Linked DNA regions of Macaca mulatta: region 2 is linked to region 1. Evidence: chromatin contacts called from public Hi-C data. All regions are on one chromosome and are shown on one strand. Each heading gives the region's core, a stretch centred on a gene start, on an enhancer-like site or on the middle of the called end of the contact. The rest is flanking DNA. Distances are from core to core; before and after follow the strand shown.

Region 1 (4,012 bases), core at 676-3,175:
CCAGCTCACAGGGCCAGCGGGTAGATTAGAAAGAAAACAACTAATTGCTAAAGTAGAGTAGCTAAGGAATCAGAACTTGTTTCAAAATAAGCGAAGTGGTGGCCAGACTAGGTGACTCAAGGCATGACTCAAACCCGACTCTGGGGGCTGTCTCTCAGCTCCCGGAGGCGGGGGGCGCGGCGTCTAACACATTTTAGGAAAGTACCAGGCTTGTGGAGGGCGACAGGAAACCTCCCCGGGAGATCGGCCTGGGGCTCCTCCTGCCCTAGAGCCTGACCTCTCACTCTCCGCACTGGGAGCCACTTCCAACCTCCTGGCTTCCCCTTCTTCCCTTCGAGGCTCCCCACCCCTCGTCTTCCACCCAGCGTCACAGGGCGTGTGCGTGTGTGCGAGACGTCGCGTCTCCTTCCCCGCCGCCCTCTGCCCCGTGCTCCCCGCCACGCGCCTTCCCGCCCCGCCTCCGCGGCGAGCCGCTCCCTTCCCACCCCGCCCGCGCCCGCCGCCCGCCGCCCGCCTCCCGGGCACGCGCGGCACGAACGGCGCCCGGACCTGCTCTAAACAAACACCTGTCCTCCCTTGGCTTCGCGAGATTTGGAGCGAAAGCCTAGGCAACAGGGGGCACGTTCTCGCGAGGTTTAGGAAATTTCCCACGGCCGTGTTGTGTCTGAGCCGAGTAGTGGAAGGCGGTGGGAAGGAGGTGTAGCGTGAGACGCGACTGCCCGCATTGGGTGCATGCGCAGTGCCGCTCGCGCGGGCCGCGCCAATCCTGCAGCGCCTTCAGCAGGTTTCGGGCGGCGAATTCCAGTTCTCCGGGTTTTGGGGCTCCCTGCGGGAGGCAGTGCTGGATTGGGAATCTCTAGGAAAGGAAAGGGCAAAGGAGGGGAAAAATGGGGGGCTGCAGGTAGGAGGAGGGGGCGGGGTTCGGGCTCTGCACCTTGCTGTTCAATGCCCGGCGGGGCCAGGTTCGCCCGGGGGCTTCCGGCATCAGGCCGCCTGAAGCGCGATTCGGGCAGCCGGCAGCGTCTTCGGCTGTGCCAGGCCCTCGGGTGGCCCGGTTCCCTGTGCAGTAGTGGCCTCAACACACACCTGGGCTCACACACGGTGGCGGCTGCGATGGGGTCTTAGAGAGGCCATGTGGCACGCGAGCTGCAAGAGCTTTGATCAGGGCCTCTGGCCCGACTCGGAGGTGGGAGAATGTGGCTCTCAATTCCAAGGCAGTTTTCCCTTCTGGAGAGAACTACTCCGCACCCTGGCGTGTGTCTGCGAGGTGGCCATTAGGGGTGTCTTTCCCAGAGGCCTTGACTTGACCTCATTTCACACCTAAGGAGAACGCTAAGCCGAGAGAGCTCAACTGCAAAAGTTTTCCGTTTGCGGAGCTCTGGAAGGGCCTCCTCATTAGCATGGGGGTGTAATGAATGAAGACAGTTCCCGACGTGTCACTTGCCCGAACCCCAGGCACCTCTGACGCTCCTGCACCTAACGCCGAAATTAGCATAAAGGAGGCGCCCAGGGAACGTCTGAATGAATGAAAGGAGCTGGGAACCCAGAGTGAGCGGGAAGCCGCTTGGAAAACACCCATTGAGGAGGTGTTTCATCTAGGCCTGTGAAACGCGGCCCATTTTCCCAGGACCCCTCCTCCCTTCTCCTCGGCCCCGCCTCCTGACCCCTCCATTCCCCGTCCCCGTAGTAATCCCCTCCGGTTTTCCTCAGTCTCCACGTACGTCCCTCAAGGCGCGTCCCAAAACCTGGATAACCGGAGCGCTCCCCATGGACCACACGGAGGGCTCGCCCGCGGAGGAGCCGCCTGCGCATGCTCCATCGCTTGGGTAGGTTTCCAAGGGAGGCAGCGAGCAGGATCCCCTACTCTGCGGGCGGCGCGAGGCGTCTGGCTCTTCGCGGCGGCGGCGAGGGGAAAGGGAGCGCGGGGGCTGGGTGGAATCGAGGAGTGAGGAAAAAGGGAAGGGGCGGGGGAGAGGGACCAGGGAAGGCGTCGGGGGGAATCTCGCGAGGGTTGGAGTTTTGGCGAGAGTTTGTGGAAGATGGCGCCTGTTGTGACAGGGTAAGTCCGAGGGAATCGGAGCGCTGGGAACCGGGAAAGTTGCGGGCGTCTGGCAGCCCGCGGCGAGCGGCGGATTCGGGGGCCGCAGCGCGCTTGGCGTCCGGGGGCCCGCGGGGGCGGCGTCGCGTGCGCCGAGCGCGGCGGCGGCTGCGGCGTGTGACCGTGCGCTGCCTCTGCGCTGCCGTGGCTCGGGCTCCGGCGCGTGAGGGCGGGAGGCGGCGGCGAGGCCGGCGGGTGCGGGCGTGAGTGCGGCCGGGCGCGCGGGGCCCTCGGGCGCCGTGCCTCCCGCGCGCCTCCAGCGGGCCCTGCCTGGGGGCCCCGTGCAGCTTTGTTCCTCGCGGCCGTTGTCGCCGCCTCGCCCCGCTAGTGCCCCCGGCCCCGGGCGCTTTGTCTTTCCCCGCTGCCCCCCGCGACTCTCTACCCCCGGCCCTTTGTTTCGCCGCCTTGGGCGCTTTGTCCGACCCGTGGCGCCCCGCATCCTCTTTCCATCTCCTCCCCTCCGCTGTCCTTCCTCCCGTGCCCCTTTGTTGTGCCCCACTCTTGTCGGTAGCCCAGTGACCTGCCACAGCCCGGGCACCAGATTCCTGTCTTAATTGTTCTTCCATTGTCTTTCTCCTGTGGGTCCTCTCTCACCTTTCTCTGCGGTCCTGGATCCCCCCCCCCCGAGGCGTTGTCTCCCCCATCCATGGGCTTATTCTCTCGGCACCCCCTTCCTCTCCCGTCATCGGTTGATTTATCCACTACCCCCGGTGTACGTCTGCTGAACTGTCTCAGCCCCGGAGACTCCATCTGCTGCTTCTAAGTGCACACAGACTCTACGGTTTGTTGTTGTTTTGTGAGTCTGAAAGATGCATGGGATACTTAGTTTCCTCCTCCGCACCCCTTTTTCTCGGGATTTCTTGCACCCCCCGCCCCCCCATCGCCACCCCTTTCTTTCGGGATTAAAGCGTCTCCAATTTTCATCGCCGTCTCTTTAGTGCGGTGGGTTGTTTTGCTTGGAAACAGTAGCCCTGGAAAAAGGTCTGGTCTCTTGGTGGTTCTTGCGTCCCCCGGCCCCCGGCCCCCGCCCCCCTCCTGGTTCCTGACGGCCTAGGCCAAGGGCAGCTGTCTGTCGAAGCTTTGCATTTAGGTTGCCTGAGGATGATTGGAGGGTATCGTAGGACGGTTAGAAGGAGGCTCAAGATGTATATATGTGTTTTTCTGTTAGTGTTTGAGAATAGTTTCAGATATCCACAATGGATATTCATTTGGCATGTGAGTAGGAGTTGAGTGAATTTCCATGTTGAAAACTTGTGAGTGTTGGGGCGGAGAATTTCAGCATTTTCTAGAAATCTGGATTTAGAATTTATCAGAAACTCCTGCCTCATAAGGAAAAGGAGAGGCATTCCGGTTGGGAATTTTATATAAATGTTTTACTTTTTCTTAATCATTAGATGGTTTACAGTTATGTGCGTTTTTGCTGCTCTGTGGATGCGTGACAACCCTTCTGTCCCATCACTGGGGTTGAAATGAGGACAGCACCGAAGAGTGCAGTTTCTGATTGATGAATACTGCTTCTAGGATCTTTGTGGAAGATATTAATCAAATGCAGTAAAAAGTATACGTAAAGATGTATATTATATATATGTAATAGCCTGTAGTGAGATTATTTTAAAGACACTTCCTAGTGTTAAAGGACCCTTGAAGTGTTCTTACTGTTTTGGTAATGCTAAAAGCTTGGGGTTGTGTGAATGGGGATGGGGGGTGTGGTGTGATGTCTTTTAATGAGTTATTCTCGTGCTAGGAATAAGAGTTATTATATTTACCAGGATTACTATGCTGAATGTATTCTTCAAGAGTGAGTTTGTTTCTACTAGTTGGTCTCTACTTTTAGAAGGTATGTTACACATAAAATCATTTGGAGTGTCATTTCATTTACAAACTGAAGTTCTACAATAGTAAAGTGTTGTTTAT
Region 2 (4,012 bases), core at 1,053-3,552, 77 kb after region 1:
TAGTTACACAGACACAACCCCAATATCCAGCAACAGGTGAGTGGATCAACAAATTGTAGTGTATTCTACAGTGAATTTCTATTAAGCAGTAAAAAAGGAACTCGATGCATGCAATAGCATAGATGGATCTTAAAATAATTATACTGAATTTTCTAAGTGTGTCAGGAAAAAAGAATATGTACTGCATGATTCCACTTACATAGAATTATAGAAAATGCAAACTGATCTGTAGTGACAAAAAGTTGATCAGTGGTTTCCTGGGGATAGGGGGAGGCAGGAGGAAAGATTACAAAGGCAGAAAGGAAACTCACAATTGTGAATACCTTTATTTTGATTTTGGTGATGGTGTGTATACACATGCCAAAACTTGTCACATTGCACACTTTAAAATAAGCGCATTTTATTGTATTTCAATTAAATCTCAATAAAGCTGTTAAAAACTTAGAAGCTTTTATACTTGAAAAATATTCTAAAATATTCTGAAAGGGATTAGTGTACCTTCTTGGGAAAATTCAGGTAAGTTTTTTTTGTTTATTGTTTTGTTTTGTTTTGTTTGAGATGGAGTCTTGCTCTGTCGCCGAGGCTAGAGTACAGGTGCCTGCCACCATGCCCAGCTAATTTTTAATTTTTAGTAGAGATGGGGTTTCACCGTGTTGGCCAGGCTGTTCTCGAACTCCTGACCTCAAGTGATCCGCCTGCCTTGGCTTCCCAAAGTGCTGGGATTACAGGTGTGAGCCACCACACCTGGCTTCAGATAAGTTTTATTTCTTTTTAAATCTCTGAAAGACAGCAAACTACAGATTTATATTGCTTATTATTTAAGCTAAAATAAGGCAAATCTAGCAAAAAGTTTGTATAACAACAAATGGAAATGTAAAATCAGTGACCAAATCTGTGATAAAATTTTATTTTGTTAAGCACAAACTTGGAAATCAGAAATTTTCCCTTTTGATAATATATTATAATTTTAGGTACCATCTGGCCTTTTGTTTTGTTTTGTTTTGAGAGACAAAGTCTGGCTTTATCACCCAGGCTGGAGCGCAGTGGTGTGATCTTGGCTCACTGCAACCTCTGCGTCCCGGGTTCAAGCCAGCCTCCCACCTCAGCCTCCTGAGTAGCCGGGACTACAGGTGCACATGACCATGCCTGGCTAATTGTATATTTTTTGTAGAGACAGAATTTCCCCATGTTGTCCAGGCTAGCCTTGAACTCCTAAGCTCAAGTGATCCCCCTGCCTCGGCCTCCCAAAGTGCTGGGATTACAGGCAAGAGCCACCACGCCTTGCCTTGCGAATGCTTTTTAAAATGGTTTTTTCTCCATTTCTCCTTTAAATAATATTCAAGTTAGGAAAATTTTAGTATCTCTTATTTTATTTGATGAAAAATATTTTAACATTTTTTCTCTCCACTGGTGTGTAGAGAGTTCAAAATCGGGCAGATTTTATTCCTTTAAAAAAAATCTTTGAAATCTGTTATACACTATTCTTACTCCAAATTAAGCAATATTGAAAAAGCATCCTGTTGTGAAGGTCATCTTTTAGATAGTATCAACCAGGATTAAAAATAGGAGAACCAAGATGGTGACCTGCCTTTGATTGTCAACACCTCATACTGTTTTATGTTCTCAAATTCCTCTAGTCCCAAATTTTTCTGTACATGAGATGTAATACCTTAAGTAGCAAAATGGCTTATTTGTACAATAACCTTTTAAGCTAATAGAACACAGATGTGTTGATGACCCATTGCTGTCAATGTAATGGCCTATGCCTATTTGGGAGTGGGAGGCGGGGAGGGGAAAACCAAGAGCTGGTCAGAATTTGAAAGGATATGTCTCATAGCTGTGTGACAGGATTTGAAGCAATTTACCTACTTATCTACAAAAAACTGGAATTTTGGGACATTTTTACTTCTCTCATAAAAAGAGAGGATTGAAGGGAGATTTGTAGGTGTTTCCCTAGGAACAGGACCTGTACTGTTGTTTGGCTTTGGTCACTGATAGATGTAGACACTTAGTATAGCAGCCTCAATGTTTTAGTGTATTACAAGGGCACCAGGAATTTTTTGACTATTGATAGTATCCCTAGATTGTCATTTTCAAAACTGGCCCTCAGGCAAACAGTAGTTCTCAGAAAGCTTCCTTGGGGGAAAAACAAGGAGATCTTAGTCAGGTCTAATAGCTTGGAAAACAAAGCCTACAAATATCCCTCTCTTGAAGATTTTGCTTACGGTTCTGAGTAGTCCTGCCATTAATTGGTTTCACTTTATTTTATCTGATTTCACTGAAGCATCTTTGATTGAGACCCGCCTCTTTGTAAACCATAACTATTGTGGAGCTCACTTTGAGAAGAAGTGTCTGAGACAGTGTAAAAGGCGAGACTGCCAGAATCTGACAAAAATAGGGCAGTTCTTCGAGGTTTTGTGGGGGTGCATATAAATCTGGATGCCTTTTGGCAGCATCCAGAAGTAGATGTGAGAAGAGTTGAGCTGAGCTTTCTGAACTGTCAGTTGTCCATAAGTCCAGTTTTGAGGAAGAATTTTATAAAAAATCTTGATTGAATGTCAGCCATGTAATATACTTAATTGATTTAATCAGAATTCTGTTTTGGAACTTTTCTTTAAAAACTTTACTTTTAAAAATTGTCTGCAGGGATCAACAAACATTTTCTGTAGCATCAAGTAGTATATATTTTAGGCTTTGAGGGCCACATACTGTCTCTGTTGCATATTATTAGTCTCTGTTTTGTAACTCTTTTTTGTTGTTGTTGTTTTTTGAGACAGAGTCTCGCTCTGTCGCCCAGGCTAGAGTGCAGTGGCATGATCTCAGCTCATTGCAACCTCCACCTCCCAGGTTCACGCGATTCTCATGCCTCAGCCTCCTGAGTAGCTGGAATTACAGGCGTGTGCTACTGCGCCCAGCTAATTTTTCGTATTTTTAGTAGAGACGGGGTTTCACTGTGTTAGCCAGGATGGTCTCAATCTCCTGACCTCATGATCCGCCTGCCTCAGCCTCCCAAAGTGCTGGGATTACAGGCGGGAGCCACCTCGCCCAGCCTGTCTTTCAGAATTCTGTGTGTTATATACTTCAACTGCTTAGAAGTATTCAGTTTATAGACACTAGGTTTTTTTGCAGTGCATCTTTACATTTTCTTCTTGGCTTTTTTTGTTTTAACAGACTTAGTAATTAAAAACTTCCCTTTGTATCCAAAATTTTAAAAATCCTGTAAAGAGACAAACTTTTCTGCCATAACCTTAGTTATTCCCACCACCACCCCTTTTCCTTAATAGCCAAGAAGCATGACTATATTCGTTGTGCTTCCTTCCCTCCCTTTCATTTTGTAGCTTGCTTCAGTGGTATTGCCTCACCACCAACTCACTGAGAAAATTGTAATTAAGCTGTTCCATTTATGAACTAATTGTCAAATTTGTGAAGAGTTTCTAATTTTTATCTTTCTTGACTGTTCTGTAATATTTAATACCATTGATTATGTTCCCTTAACTGAAGTTGTCTTTTACCTTTACGCGGGGACCAGGTTTTTCTCATTATTTGCAGACTCCCATTGCCTCCATTGGCATAACTAGTAAAAGCAGATCCATTGGTAACAGCAGCACATGAGCTTATCTTACTATTCATGGATGTTTCAATTTAGCATTCTCTTTGTGGTTTCTTCCTTTCTTTCTCTCTCTCTTTCTTTCTTTCTTTCTTTCTTTCTTTCTTTCTTTCTTTCTTTCTTTCTTTCTTTCTTTCTCTTTTCTTTTCTTTTCTTTTTTGCTGTGTAAAAAAAGTTTGAATTTTATAAAGCAAACCACAGTAAAAAAAATTGATGAAGGTAATCACAGATTAAACATATTGAACCAGAATGGCATTTGCCATAATGTCATAAGTTAATGTTAGTAAAATTATTTTTGATAAAAATAAAATCTCCTTTTTTTTTTTGTTTTTGGTTTGAGACGGAGTCTCGCTGTGTCGCCTAGGTGGTGCAGTCTTGGCTCACTGCGATCTCCGCAAGCAATTC

What was found. Hi-C and Micro-C count contacts between places; a contact is called where the count stands out from the background.
Region 2: a Hi-C map of CD4 T cells shows a contact between it and region 1, with 3 times the contacts expected there. The contact joins the enhancer-like site here to the promoter of RBPJ in region 1. A contact is called at or near these places in 4 of 14 Hi-C or Micro-C datasets (CD4 T cells, blood, cortical neurons and 1 more).

Annotation. Positions count from the first base shown.
Region 1 is chr5:25,359,048-25,363,059 of T2T-MMU8v2.0, forward strand. RBPJ (recombination signal binding protein for immunoglobulin kappa J region) reads left to right here and starts at 1,926. Exons shown (of 12, transcript NM_001260693.1): 1 at 1,926-2,059.
Region 2 is chr5:25,435,834-25,439,845 of T2T-MMU8v2.0, forward strand. All of the region lies in intron 3 of RBPJ (recombination signal binding protein for immunoglobulin kappa J region), which reads left to right. Among named protein-coding and RNA genes, the nearest start is that of RBPJ, 77 kb to the left of the region's middle. Within about 2 kb of position 2,303, at least 1 of the 40 cell types and tissues checked has an H3K27ac peak or open chromatin away from gene starts, as enhancers often do. A contact at or near this core is called in CD4 T cells, where this site is marked.